2 separate regions of the Sus scrofa genome follow, and region 1 is linked to region 2. Evidence: chromatin contacts called from public Hi-C data. All regions are on one chromosome and are shown on one strand. The core of a region is the stretch at or near the end of the contact, and the rest is flanking DNA. Distances in the headings are between cores, read along the strand shown.

Evidence for each region. A called contact is a pair of places that touch in the nucleus more often than the background predicts.
Region 1: a Hi-C map of skeletal muscle shows a contact between it and region 2, with 5 times the contacts expected there. The contact joins the promoter of SPATA5L1 here to the promoter of BLOC1S6 in region 2. A contact is called at or near these places in 1 of 5 promoter capture datasets (liver), 20 of 47 Hi-C or Micro-C datasets (alveolar macrophages, blood, brain and 11 more) and 2 of 2 datasets of contacts at active chromatin or transcription factors (alveolar macrophages and skeletal muscle).

Annotation. Positions count from the first base shown.
Region 1 is chr1:126,333,832-126,338,349 of Sscrofa11.1, forward strand. It overlaps SPATA5L1 (spermatogenesis associated 5 like 1), which reads right to left and starts at 1,362. Exons shown (of 8, transcript NM_001177911.1): 1 at 256-1,362. The coding sequence starts at 1,350.
Region 2 is chr1:126,182,707-126,187,296 of Sscrofa11.1, forward strand. It overlaps BLOC1S6 (biogenesis of lysosomal organelles complex 1 subunit 6), which reads right to left and starts at 2,107. Exons shown (of 5, transcript NM_001098592.1): 1 at 1,986-2,107. The coding sequence starts at 2,067.

The sequences.
Region 1 (4,518 bases), core at 112-2,611, 150 kb after region 2:
AGCATTCATCTTCAGAAACTGCACAACTAAACCCTAATGGCCACTTTGCTTTTCAGAACACTCTGACTGGAGAGATTGGAGGGGGTGGGGGTTGTCTTCGGCTCAAAGATCACTTAGGGACCAGAGAACAGGTTCTCTGCATTACAAAGAACTCCACTCCAGCCTCAGCGACGTCCAAACCTACGCGGCAAACGCCTCGGGTCAGCCTACCAGGAATAGATGGAAGCGATGTTCCCAGTGGCCAAGCTATTTTACCTCTCTGTCAAATCTTCCAGGTCTGCGCAGCGCTGGGTCTAGCGCGTCCGGCCGGTTGGTCGATCCAACAACCACCACCTCGCGGTCCCCACTGATGCCGTCTAGCAATGTCAACACCTGGGCCACCACGCGACTCTCGGGGGCTTGGTGTGGGCCGCCCCGCCGAGGACATAGGGCGTCCACCTCATCCAAGAAGAGAAGGGTGGGCCGGCGGCCGGCCAGCTCCTGGGCGCGCTGGAAGACCCGCCGCACGTTCTCCTCGGTCTCCCCCGGCCGGGCGCCCTGCAGCGCGGGAGCGCTCACTGCCAGCAGCTCTGCGCCCGCCTCCCGGGCCACTGCCCGCACGAGCTGGGTCTTGCCCACTCCGGGGGGGCCAGCCAGGAGCACACCGCGGGGCACTGCTAACCCAAGGGAGGCAAAGGAGCGGGGGTAGAGGAGCGGCAGGCGGAGGAGCTCCCGCAGCGAGTCGGCCGCCTCCGCAAGGCCCCCGAGGGGCACCTCGGGCGGCGGCTCCGATTCCGATGGAGGCACTCCGCTGAGACCGATGTGGGTGCGAGGGGTGACCAGGCCCGCCGGATCGGGGCTTGGCGCCCCGCTCACGATGTGCAGGGCTGCCACCGGGCCGGGCGTGCCCGGAGGAGCAGCGACCACGTGGCCCAGAGAGACTGGACGGTTCCTCAACAGCTCCTGGGCCGCCTCCAGCACCGCGGCCGGATTTGGGGAATCCGGCGCGCCTGCCCGTTCCCGCAACGCCGGCCACACCGCGAGGCGCCGAAGCGGTGGGCAGGGCACTAAACGGAGGCAGCTCAGGCTGAGACTCCCCCGGGCCCCCGGATCTCCCATAGCAGCCCCTGGGCTCGCGCACTGCAGATCCAATTGCACAAAGCCGTCTGCTCTGTCCCGCCGCGGCCAGGAGGTGCAGAGGCAAGAGCCGCCATTAGGCAGGGAGATCTTCACCACTGAGCCCAGGTGCGCGCCCAAGGAGCGGAGGGCAGCTGGGCCCAGGCGACAGCGTTGGGTGCCCTGGTCCCCAGGGTCCACGGGTAGCAGTTTTAAGAGTGGCCCTTCAGCAAATGGACCTGTGTCCGGAGCCATGGCAAAAGAGAAGACCCGACGCCCAGGAAAGTGCGGTAGGAATTCCCCCCGGACGACAAAGGCCGGTACACCGTGCTCCTCGGCCGGAAGTAGGTGATGCGCAAGCGCCAGGGAGTCGCGGTTGCGGGCTTCTGACTGGAGACCGAAAGGACCAATCAGAAAGTTAGATAACGAGGTGCCTTTCCCGGCTTGTTTGCCGTGGAGTCTCATTTGATAAAATCCAGATTTACCCGCAAGGCTTTTCTTACGGATGTCAGGAAGGCAGCGTAAGCTAATTTAACTAGGTCATTAAGCCTGTATTTTAGGCTTAAAGGTTTGAGGAGTCACCGCAGAGCATACTCTTTCCTTGGCTGGTGGACTGGAGCATCACTATCTGCGCTTTTGGAATATCAGCCCAGAGACTGCTATTTTGTGAAGAAACCCCGACTGTCCTTAGGGACACAGTATTTTAGAGTGCTCTGGTGCTAATGCCTTAGGCGACTTGGAGTAGCTGAGACATACAACTTTGGCACCTTCCATAATCTGGGTTCCAACCTTTTTGGAAAAGCACCACCATAGCCAGAGAGAGGATAGCATTTTGAACATCTTGGAGCCGGGAAAGAAGGAAGACCAGGCCATCTGATGCATTTGTGGCACACCAATACATTTTTTTCATATTCCTGACTTCTCCATTGAATGTTCTTTGACAACAACTTAGTTATAACTTGTGTTCCTGAGATAAGTAATTACTGTCTCTCTGATGTACGGCAGTACTAAGTCCTGTATTGGGGCAGTGCTTGTTTACATTATTAAGACCTCCCACCTAACCTCTTTCCACATTTCCTCTCCCCTTCCCACAGGGAATTACTCTTTTCTCCTATTTTTTTTTAATTGTGCTTATGAAAAAGAGCTAGGAGTTCCTGTTGTGGCTCAGCAGGTTAAGAACCTGACTAGTATCCATAAGGATGCATGTTCAATCCCTGGCTTCACTCAGTGGGTTAAGAATCTGCTGATACTGCTGGAATTTGGGTTGCTGTGGCTGAGGCTGGGCCTTGGCTACCACTCCAATTCAACTCCTAGCCTGGGAACTTCCATATGCTCCAGATAAGGCCCTAAACACACACACACACACACACACACACACACACACACACACACACACACACACGGCTAAATAGAAATTCCCTGGTGGCCTAGCAATTAAGGCTATGGATAACAAAGCCAAGATAATATGCCTTGTTTTTACCCTATTCACATCTTTCTACCTCCATTTCCCCACTTTCACTGTAACCCAAATTTGTGAGGTTACAAAATTAAAATTGCAGGTAGATGCTTCAATCACTTGGATTTGGGTTTTTGCTCCCCTACTTATGCAATCAATTGCAGACTCTATACCCATGTCTTTTTTTTTTCAGGGCCACATCTGCAGCGGCCATATGGAGGTTCCAGGCTAAGGGTCTAATCGGAGCTGTAAGTGCTGGCCTATGCCAGAGCCACATCAATGCCAGATCCAAGCTACAGCTTCGACCTACACCACAGCTCATGGCAATGCTGGATCCTTAACCCACTGAGCAAGGCCAGGGATCAAACCTGCAACTTTATAGTTCCTAGTTGGATTCATTTTCGCTGCGCCACAACAGGAACTCCCCCAATGTCTTCTCAATGGAAAGTACTATCAGATCTGAGAATCTTAAGGCCAATGCCCATTCCTGGCCTCGCTCTACTCGAACCTCAGGGCAGACTCTATGACTGACTTCTGATCACGGTCACTTATCTGGTCTCTGCTGTATGACTCCAGTTCCTGTGCTGGAACAACTTAAAAAGAACCAGAAAGTAGCATTCTAGGAGGAGGTCCTGAAGTGGGTAAATCACCCATGACATCCTGGTTTCTTCTCTCTCTTAATCTTATTGCCTTCTGTTCTTTTTGGAGAATAAAGCCTCCATATTCAGACTTTTCAAGAACACCTTTGTATTTTCTGAAATAAAAAGTGTGGACAAAGTGCGCATTAAATTATTCTATCATGATGCCTCTACCTCACAGAGTTTCTTTTATTCTGGTTCCAAGAAGCTTGGGGAGCCAAACTAGGAAAAGAAGATCTAATGAGGACATAACTGTCCTAAATATGCAAAGGGAGGTCATATAAAAGAGTTGGCAGATTTATGTATATCTATGGTGTGGGACTTGCCAGGAATTCAAGGTTTAATGGTGTAAACCCAAGAGCCTTCTTCCTCATATTTGTAGTGTGGTCATGTGCAAGAAGTAGGTGACTTTTTAAAAGACAGAGCCAAAGGGCATAACCAAAGCCAATATAGGGAAGCAAATTTAGTTAAATCACTCTTAGCATTTTCTGAATTTAGTTTAAAACAAATGTAGAGGTGTTCCCATTGTGGCTCAGTGAAAATGAATCTGACTAGGATCCATGAGGACACAGGTTCAATCCCAGCCTTGCTCAGGGGGTTGAGGATCCGGTGTTGCCCTGAGTTGTGGTGTAGATTGCAGACACGGCTTGGATCTGGCATTACTGTGGCTGTGGCATAGGCTGGCAGCTATAGCTCCAATTCAACCCTTAGCCTGGGAATCTCCATATGCCATGGGTGTGGCCCTAAAAACACAAAACATAAAAAATAAAATAAAACAAATGTAGAGCCTGCAATATTAGGATATAATGTGAAGGAAATCACATGCTGCTCTGGACTGGTCTGAAAGGGTGTCTTTATTCAAGGACCTTGTAGGACTCATATATCCAGGAAATATCCACTTCTCTCTACTCCTAAAAGGTTGAGTTCTCACCTTAGGTTGCAAAGAAAAGCAATCAGGAATCCTGTTCCTGGACCTTTAGGTTTTATCCACACATTTTCAGTGAACTGGAAAAGTGGCTTTTACAGACAGTGAAATCCACTGTATCCCTTAAGGTCAGACCATCTGCAACACTAATATTTCCATTATTCCTTCCTTCCTTCCTCCTCTTTCTTCCCTCCCTCCTTTCTTTCTTTCTTCTTAGGGCCACATCTGTAGCACGTAGAAGCTCCTGGTCTAGGGTCAAATTGGAGCTGCAGCTGCCGCCCACTGCCACAGCCACAGCCACAGCCACAGCCACAGCCACGCCAGATCTGAGCCACATCTGTGAAGTACACTTCAGCTCACAGTAAAACTGGATCCTCAACCCACTGATCAAGGACCGGGATCGA
Region 2 (4,590 bases), core at 857-3,356:
TATCTTATTTTATTGAGCCAGTTCCCTACTGTTATGAACTAATGTTTGTGTCCTTCCCTAAAATTAATATGTTGAAGCTCAAACCTCCAATGTAATGGCATTTAGAGGTGGAAGTCTTTGGGAAGTAATTAAGTTTAGATGAAGTCTAAGGGTAGAGGTCCCCATGATGGGATTGCTGTCCTTAACAGAGAGAGAGAGAGACCAGAACTCTCCCTCTACCATGTGAGGCCACAAGTGGAAGGCAACCATCTGCAAATCAGAAGAGGGTCCTCTCAAGGAACATATTCTGCCCAAATCTAAATCTTGGATTTCACAGCCTTCAGAACTTCAAGGAATAAATGTCTGTGGTTCAAGTCAGCCTGTTATTTTGTTATAGCAGCCCATGTAGACTAAGATAACTCACAGAAAAATGACACATTTTCACTTTTTGCTATTTCAAACAATGTTGCATGAGTCTCCTTACTTGTCTTTGCATATTCATGCCACTGTTTCTGAAGGATAAATTCTTAGGAATAGATTAATGGGACAAAGATTTCAAGTATTTTTTTTTTAACAGACACTGGAAAACTGCCTTCCTAAGAGATGGCACCAATTTACACTGCCACTAACAATCTACATGGGCTGCTATTTCCAAATGGGTAATAATGCCAGACTAGGAGAGAAAGGGATGCAATACAGGTAGAGGAAGCAGCATGAGGCAAGGTGGGAATATAGGATTGCTCTGGAAAGAAGTTAGTTTGGGACGTCTGGAGCATAAGACACATGCAGTAGTGAGTTGTGGCCAGCCTTCAAGAACTCTTGGGTGCTAATCTAATGTATCTGGCCCTTAGTTTAGTAAGTAGTAAGGAGCCATTTAAGGTTTCCAAGTAAGGAAACAACATGATAGGAGCTTTATCTTGGGGAAGTGACGTGACAGGGAGCTAGATGGAATGAAAGAGTAAAGGACTGGAAGGGCACTAGCCTTACAACTGTTGCTGTAGCAGTGAAATGCAAAAAGGAGATGGAAATTGTAGAACAGAATCCCCTAAATAGAGGTAGGAGGCCAGTGAGAAGAGTCAAGAGTAATGTCAAGTCATAGGGACTTGGCACCATTAATAGGATCAAATATCTACTTTTATTTATGTACATGCTATATGTGAGATTAGTGCAAAACAACCACGTCAAAGTACCCAACAAGCGGATGGAGGAGCAAGCAGAGAGGGACCCGAGCTGCACTTGTACACAAAGAAGCCATATTTATAGAATAAACTTGTGCAGGTGGGAAAAGAGGGAGATCACTGAGGAAAAGCACGACCAAGAAAGCGCTGAGTTATTTGGGGGTAACTCCTGAAATTTTGCAACAGGAAGTACAAGTAAAGGCACGTCCAAAGTCCTGCAGCCTTCTGCACCTAGGGCACCTCATCTGAACCACAGAACACAGTAACTGCTTTGACTATCTTCTCAATTCTCCCAAGGACGGTAAATACATAGTACCATTGCGGATGCACAGCAAGTCAATTCACTACATTCAATAGACGTCCTAAGCCATTAGGGCTTAAATCTCTCCTGGAACTCAGGATGAGAAGACTTCTGGAGAAATAGGGATGCAGTAAGGTCAACATGCAAGACGAGCATTTCATGAGTAAGTGGTCAATAAAACTGGATACATCAGTTCTCTGAATCACAAACCTATTATCCTTCTGAGAAATTCATCCTAAACCCCTAACGTGTAAGAGTGTGCTGGAGTCAACACACAAACTCAGAATGGCTTCATCATCAACCTCCACCAACAGCACCCCAAACACCGCTTCCCCTCCAGACCTCATTTCCCCTCCCCTGCTTTCGATTGGAGGTTAGGCAATATAACCATACTTCCGCGCTGGGGCCAAAGCCTCCAGGCCGCGGCACCAAAAGCATCTTATTCCTGCGAAACGGCCCACTTACTCTTACTCCCGGAGACCCATCCACTCGGGTCCCAGCCGCCCGCCCCGCCCCAAAGCACGTACCAGGCGTGATGTCCTCGGCCCCCAGGCCGTCAAGTGGCCCTGGCAGGACCCTGTCCGGGGGCGGCGGCCCAGAGACACTCATGTCCCGTCCGCTGGGAATTGGCAAGGGGCAGCTGTACAGTCAGAGGCAGTAAGTACCGAACGAGTCCAGAGCCTACCCGGACAAAAGCGACGGTCGCACCCGGAAGTGACAGAAGCGGAATGCGTCAGGCCCAAGGCACTTGACCACGGTCCGCCCCACCCCCTTCTTGCCTTCCACCCCTTCACCCCCACTTCCGGGACTCTGCGCTCAAGAGGTTGTCTGGTTAGGAAGTGGTCTGAGTAGAGTCGGCTGTGTAGCGGTGGTAGGAGGCGGGGATGAGAAGGGGTGGTGACGGGAAGGGGCTGCTCCCAGGAGTGTCTCTGAAGACTGGAACGCACTGTGTTGAGCATGGGCGAGCAGCCGGACTTGGTTCAGTAAGTCTGTGCAGCTTTTCAGTTTTGTGTCTGCCTAAGGAAACGCCTTGAGAACAAGGACCCTGCAAATTTGGACCTATTAAAAAGTCAACCTTTAGCTCTCTTCAGCCTTACTAATTGGAGGTTTTCCCGGGATTCCTTTTCCTCCTGTTGATTGTAGCTGACCAATTTATTAGGCCTGGGTTGCAGCATCCACTGAACAGATTCAGCCAAATTACTGAAAACTGCACTTACTGAGATCCTAAGGGATGATGTCACGAACTTTAATGAAAAACACTTAGAAATGGGCAGAAGCAGCGTCAGACCCAATAAAACGCCTCTTTACCTTCGACCCTCTCACTTAGACTGTAATAGTGGCCTCCTAATGTTGCACCCCAAATAACTTATGCTGCAGGCAAGGTGTCTTAAAAAAAAAAAAAAAAAAAAAAAAAAAAAACTCGAGTCCTACCACTCTGCCATCTTCTCTCTAATCTTCAAAAAAATGAGAATTTGGCAGTTCCCATTGTGGCACAGCAGAAACCAATCCGACCAGTATCCATGAAGATGTGGGTTCGATCCCTGGCCTCCCTCAGTGGGTCAGCAATCCGGCACTGTCATGAACTGTGGTGTAAGTCACAGACAGGGCTCACATCTGGCTTTGCTGTGACTGTGGTGTAGGCTGCCAGCTACAGCTCCCAATTCGACCCCCTAGCCTGAGAACTTCCATATGCTGCAGACGCGGCCCTAAAAAGCAAAAGTAAAATTAAATTTTAAAAAAATTTTAAATGAGAATTTATGTCAAGCCTCAGAGACTTGCACCTGTTCCCCAATACTCTCATCAGTGCATTCACACCCCTTCGTCTTTTGGCCTCCTTTCCTCTCAAGATTAGCTGCTTCTTACTACCTGTGGTAAGGAGAATAATCCCCCCACCAAAGATATCCACAGACTTAATCCCCAGAACCTGTGAATATGTCATTTCACCACAAAAGGGTAATTAAGGTTGTTAGTACTATGACTTATAAAATAAATTACCCAGGGTTATTGAGTGGGGACCAACATAATCACAAGGGACTTCAAAACTGGAAAGGGGAGGCAGAAGAACAGAGCCTAGAGGGAGATGTGACTATGAAGAATGACTAGAGAGATGAAACGTTGCTGGCTTAGAAAATAGACGAAAAGGGTTACCAGCCAGGATTGGTGACCTTTAGAAGCCAGGGGCAGGGGAAGGAAATGGATTCACTGCTGGAGCCTCTAGATTGGAACTCAGCCCTCCCAACATCTTAATTTTATCCCACTGAGATCTGTGTTGGACTTCTGACCTACAGAACTCTAAGACAGCACATAAATTTGTATTGCTTTAAGTTTGTTACTACAGCAATCTGAAGGTAACGCACTCCCCTTTGAACATCCTTTGTTCCATCTGAGCATACTCCCCAAAGCTATGCCCTTTCATGCCTGAGATATTCTTTTCACAGTCCTACTCATCTTTCAATGCTCGGCCTAAATAATACCTTTACTTTAAAACTATTCACAATCCTGCCTCCCCTTTCAACTCTTAAAAATTACATTAATAACCTTGTCCCAACTACAAAGCATCCTCCTGCTATTTAGAACTTAATCCATTCTTGTATTAGTTACTTCCCTTGACTTCCTCTATTAGATCACAAACTCCAAACAGAAACTCTTATTCACAGAAAACTATAAGAGGTTCTCGATGAATAGTTGCTGAATGAAGTATTGATTCTTGAGCCACAAATTCCAAATATCTATAATCTCCAAAATGTGAATCACATAAGAAGGTACTTGATAAACTGCCTGATAACCTTAGTTGATTGTTAATATTATCTCCTAACTAGATACTAAGGCCTTCTGGAATAGATCCATGAATGTTCTATGGGTGGTCTATAACCTCTTTACCTCCTAGCACAATATTAAGCATATTGCTTGGATTTAAAAACACTGGTTAAATTTCATGGACGGGGAGTTCCTGTTATGGTTCAGTGGGTTACAAGCCTGAGTAGCATCCATGAGGATGCAGGTTCAGTGGGTTAAGGATCCAGTGTTGCTGTGAGCTGTGGTGTAGGTCGAAGACACAGCTTAGATTTGCCATTGCTGTGACTGTGGTGTAGGCCAGCAGCTACAGCTCCGCTTTGACCTCTAGCCTGGGAA